Regions from separate parts of the Sus scrofa genome. Here region 1 is linked to region 2. The links are chromatin contacts, called in public HiChIP or PLAC-seq maps. All regions are on one chromosome and are shown on one strand. The core of a region is the stretch at or near the end of the contact, and the rest is flanking DNA. Distances in the headings are between cores, read along the strand shown. Region 1 overlaps SIK3 (serine/threonine-protein kinase SIK3). Region 2 overlaps SIK3 (serine/threonine-protein kinase SIK3).

Region 1 (2,700 bases), core at 64-2,563, 170 kb before region 2:
GTTTTGTAAGAAACTGCTAAACTGTATCCCAAAGTGATTGTACCATCTTGAATTCCCACCAGGAATGAATGAGAGTTCCTATTTCACAGTTTTGCCAGCATTTGGTATTCTCAGTATTTTGGATTTTGGCCATTCTAATAGGTGTGTAGTGATATCTTGTGTTTTAATTTGCAGTTCACTAATGGCATATGAAGTTGCGCATCTTTTCATATGCATATTTGCTATCTCTGTAACTTCTTTGGTGAGGTTCAGGTCCTTTGCCCTTTTTTTTTTTTTTTTTTTTTTCCTTGTCTTTTTAGGGCTGCACCCACGGCATATGGAGGTTCCCAGGCTAGGGGTGGAATCAGAGCTGTAGCCGCTGGCCTTTGCCACAGCCACAGCAACGCAGGATCCGAGCCTTGGCTGCAACCTACACCATGGCTCACAGCAACACCAGATCCTTTAGCCCACTGAGCGAGGCCAGGGATTGAACCTGGGTCCTCATGGATGCCAGTTAGGTTTGTTAACTGCTGAGCCATGATGGGAACGCCCTCTTTTGCCCATTTAAATTTTTTTTTTTTTCTTGTTGGGTTTTAAGAATTCTTTATACATTTTGGATACCAGTCCTATCTCAGAGATTTGTTGGAAAGATTTCCTCCCAGCTTTTGGCTTGTCTATACCTTCAGTTTTTACCATTACCATGATGCTTGCTCTCCCAGTTGTGACAAATAATCAGGTTAAGAAAGTTTCCTCCTATTCGTCTGAGAGCTTTTGTCAAGAATGGCTATGCTACCAGGGAATTCTTTGAAAATTATTTGGCTAAATGAATATGTGGAGGCATCCCTGTTGTATTCCAAATACTTAAAAACACATTCCTTATGTTGTTATATTTAAGAATGCCACTGAAAATCTAATTCTAATACTTGTAAATAGTTCACTCTTTCTCCTTCCACGATCTCATGTGCCTTCAGTGTCCCTGTTGCTCTCTTGTCCAATATTCTAATCTCATTCTGGCCTGATCTTTGTTTCAGCTATCTGTCCCTCCACTTGTCTATAGCAGCCTGTTACCATGGCCAGTGAGACTTCCACCTCTGAAATCATAAATTTGGAAATTTGGCTCTCTGAACACAATTTCCTGTCTTTCCAGTTTGCCATTTGCTGAGCTTATTCTCTGATTTCACTGAGCCTTCCAGTCCCTTAAATCTTCTCTGTCTCCAAATTTTTGACATTCTCCCTGGCATCACTTTATCCCATATGGACACCATAGTTGGTCACTTGCAATGAGTCATATGTCTCCTCAGTTCTCCTGCACCTCTGTTCTTCTCTCCCACATGTCATGCAGATCTCCAGCTGTGGATGAACAATACTGCCCATTTTCCAAGTTCCCTCTGTAGGGCTTTAAGAAGTGATTGAATCATACTAATTTGTTCTATTACTAATTCATGAATTCCCCCCTCGTCTGAGCTTGTAATTCTCTTTGCTAGACTTCTTACTTGTCTGTAGTTGATTTCATTTCTCCTTCACTAGAATGACCCATGTTTGTTGAGCTCAGGTTGCCCTCCTTCTATCACAGAAGATTCCACATACTCCGGTAAAGTGATCTTAGAAAAAAGAAAACCTAGCAAACCTGTTATTTCCTGTGTAATACCTTTTGTTATTCAGATAAAGATTAAATGGTAAGTTTAACATGACGTTTCTAGGAGTTCCCGCTGTGGCACAGTGGGTTAAGACTCTGACTGCAGTGGCTTGGGTTGATGTGGAGGCGAGGGTTCGATCCCTGGCTCAGTGCATTGGGTTAAAGGCTGTGGCTCAGATTCAATTCCTGGCCTGGCACTTCCACATGCCACAGTTGCTGCCATAAAACAAATGAACAAACAAACAAACAGAAAAAACATGCTCTTTCTAGTTTTCCATCCTCATCTCTCTTCACTCAGAGCCCCTGCTTCACTGGCCTTGTTTCAGATGGTTAATATGCCAGGGCCATTCTTAGCATAGAGTCTTTTATATATTCTTTCCTCTGCTTGACAGGTTTTCTCTTTTGGTGTTTAATTCAGATTCCTCTTTGGGACTCATATGTCACTTCCTCGGAGAAGCTTTTTCTGACCTTCCATTAGTCTGAAGATAGATTAGGTTCTCCCTGAAATAGTTAATGGTCATGAGAGTAACAACAGTAACAATAAATATTTGAGTGTTTTTGTGCCAGGCACCATTCTGAGCACTTTATACATGTGAACTTTTCTAGTCTACTGAGCAATCTGATGAGTTAGTTAGATAGATGGATAAATAAATAGGACCTAGAATTGTCCCCATTTTGTAGATGGGAAAATTGAAGTGAGGAGTGTTAAGTCACTTGTCCAAAGTCACACATTTGCTTGGTAGAAGACTCAGATTTGAACACAGGCAGTCAGGCCCCAGTGCCTGTGTTCTCAACTGCTGTGCTGCCCTGTAATGGTAATTATAACTGTGTCATTTCTGGTTAATGTCCACCTTCTTAGTAGGTGCTGAGTTCTTTGAATTCAGAGATCATACCTGATTAATTTTTGATTCTCCAGTGCCTAAAACAGACCCAGTAGTGAGTAGGCTGTGACAGAATGAGTCACAGCTGCCATCCTGGTTCATTGAGTAAACGGAGGCTTTCAGGGTCATCCTCCTCAATTTCCTTCCCCTCTGCCTCCAAGCCTTAAATCCCTTTGATCAAAAGAGTAGGTTCTCGGCGTTCCT
Region 2 (2,700 bases), core at 88-2,587:
TTCTCTGTCTGACTTCACTTAGTATGATAATTTATAGGGCCATCCATGTTGCTGCAAATGGCATTATTTCATTCTTTTTTATGGCTGAATAATATCCCTTTCTATTTATGTACCACATCTTTATCCAGTCCTCTGTCAGTGGACATTTAGGTTGTTTCCATGTCTTGGCTGTTGTAAACAGTGCTGCAGTGAACATTGGAGTACATGTATCTTTTCAAACTACAGCTTTCTCTGGATATATGCCTAGAGGTGCTGTCGTATGGTATTTCTATATTTAGTTTTTTAGGGAACCTCCATACTGTCCTTCGTAGTGGTTGCGCCAATACATTCCCACCAGCACTGTAGGAGGATTCCCTTTTCTCCACACCCTCGCCAGCATTTATTGTTTATAGACTTTTTGATGATGGCCATTCTGACTGGTGTGAGGAGATAACAAATTGTAGTTTTGACATGCATTTCTCTAATAATGTTTAGATTTTAAAGTAGTCACTGCATAAAATAGATTCATCCTAAGTGACAGCTGACAATGACAGGGTTTCCTTGAGCATGTTAAAAAATTTTCATTTCTAGGGCTTAGTCCACAAGCAGAGTAGGTATTCCTAACTCTGAGCTTTTCACCAGAAGAAGGTTTCTTGGCAAAAACTCCTATGATTTCTCATTGACTTTCTTTTTAGTTCTATTAGCCATGATTATGACAGGATCAGGACATTAGATAGACTTTTTTTTTTTTTTTTTTTTTGGAAAGGGCAGATAGCATTAAAGAGGAACTCTGAGTCGCAAACATTTGTAAGTCCAGAACACAGGCTGCCATCAAAGCCATGTTTCTCCATCCAGAGACTGTCATTGTAGACCATTCATCAGTGTTGATCTGTTTGTCTGCTATAGTAGTGTCAATTTAGACTGGTACCTGAACTGGCCAAAGTGAATGGATAACATCATATAGGATCCTTGCTCTGGAAAATGTAAGACTTTAGTGTTACTTAACTTGAAAATTTATGAAGTTAGTTCATTTTTCAGGGAAATAGAAATGAGAGTTAATAGCCAGTTTATTTTTGTTTCCTTTTTTGGCTTTTTGGGCTTTGAGAAAAATAGAGCCCTCTTTGAAATTGCCTGGCAGAATTAAACATTATTAAGATGTTTGTAAAACTGTTGAATATAAAGAGCTCTTGGGCTGGGTGCTTGGGAGTGACCTTTGAACACACTGGTGTGTGGAAAGAGGACGTGAGAAACCAGACCAGACCCTCTGTCCAAGTACCTGTAAGCAACATGAATCTCCTGCTAACTGCTTCTTCCTCGCATTCTTCTCATGCCTCCTGGCACACAGATGTCTTCTGTTTCCCCAGCTCTAAGCAGTTTTATGTGGTCACAAAGAATCTATGACTCAGTTTCTTGCAGACCACTCCTCTGCCCACAGAGCTGAAAATGATTGCTTTGCCATGTCCCATACTTTCGCAACACATGAAGGGCTTGAGGGACAGTTGGCATTTCCTCCCTCACGGGATCAGCCTGAAGATTCTGAGGGCCAGTTCCCTGAATTCTCACCTGCCCCTCTGCCTGTCTGTGATTCCTTGAATGAAGAAGACTGTCGTTGCCAGCCTTCCGTCACAGTCTCCATCACCATGCAACAAGCAGAATTTATAAGCTAGGCTCACTCCCTTGCGGTGCATTTCACCCTCACCGTCATGCCCCTGCCTTCTCAGTTCATCTTAATCCAACTGGCTGTTCCCCGTAACATTGCTTTCCAGCTAGTTCATAGCCTTCTCCCATGTATTTATTACCTAGTCCACTTTCTGTGAACTCGGCTTGTGGGTGAACTCTGTCATCATGGACCCTATGGAGATTACATGGTGTTTGCTCTTGTCAGAAGAAGAATGAGGGAGTTCCCATCATGGTGCAGTGGTTAACGAATCCGACTAGGAACCATGAGGTTGCGGGTTCGGTCCCTGCCCTTGCTTAGTGGGTTAACGATCCGGCGTTGCCGTGAGCTGTGGTGTAGGTTGCAGACGCGGCTCGGATCCCGCGTTGCTGTGGCTCTGGCGTAGGCCGGCGGCTACGGCTCCAATTCGACCCCTAGCCTGGGAACCTCCATATGCCGCTGGAGCGGCCCAAGGTAATGGCAAAAAGACAAAAAAAAAAAAAAAGAAGAAGAATGAAATTGATGTGCCATGTTTTATAAAAATATGCTGGCTACTACCTAAAATATCATCAATTAATTCAGGTTTTATATGAGTGAAAAACTCTGGCTTTGGAGTAAGACTGACCAGAATTTGTATCCAGGTCTTGCCTCTTATTATCTGCTCAAGTTTCTTTTCTTTTCTTTCCTTTTCTTTTTTGCCACACACACAGCATGCAGAAATTCCTGGGCCAGAGACCAAATCCATGCCACAGGAGTAACAACCCTGGATCCTTAACCACTAGGCCACTAGGAAACCTCCTGGTCAAGTTTCTTAACTTCTCTGATTTTTTAATTCCTTTATGTATAAAATAGGTATTATAATAATAATAAGAATTAGTCTGTGAATTAAGTGCTTAAAATAACTTAAAGGATTTAGCACTCTGCCTGGCATATAAGTACTGGATAAGTGTTAGGAATTATTATGAAATGACATTTTTGAATGAATTGCTCTACTGATCTTTCATTTGCTCCTTCCCTATGTTGTTTTTCACTCCTTTTTCTTTCTCTCACTCTCTTAAAAGGCT

The links. HiChIP or PLAC-seq counts read pairs in DNA pulled down with a chosen protein or histone mark.
Region 1: an H3K27ac HiChIP or PLAC-seq map of alveolar macrophages shows a contact between it and region 2. The contact joins two enhancer-like sites. A contact is called at or near these places in 1 of 47 Hi-C or Micro-C datasets (embryonic fibroblasts) and 1 of 2 datasets of contacts at active chromatin or transcription factors (alveolar macrophages).

What each region holds. Positions count from the first base shown.
Region 1 is chr9:44,428,369-44,431,068 of Sscrofa11.1, reverse strand. All of the region lies in intron 1 of SIK3 (serine/threonine-protein kinase SIK3), which reads left to right. Among named protein-coding and RNA genes, the nearest start is that of SIK3, 42 kb to the left of the region's middle. Within about 2 kb of position 1,313, at least 4 of the 83 cell types and tissues checked have an H3K27ac peak or open chromatin away from gene starts, as enhancers often do. A contact at or near this core is called in alveolar macrophages, where this site is marked.
Region 2 is chr9:44,262,923-44,265,622 of Sscrofa11.1, reverse strand. The region is part of intron 7 of SIK3 (serine/threonine-protein kinase SIK3); the gene reads left to right. Among named protein-coding and RNA genes, the nearest start is that of APOA1, 46 kb to the right of the region's middle. Within about 2 kb of position 1,337, at least 10 of the 83 cell types and tissues checked have an H3K27ac peak or open chromatin away from gene starts, as enhancers often do. A contact at or near this core is called in alveolar macrophages, where this site is marked.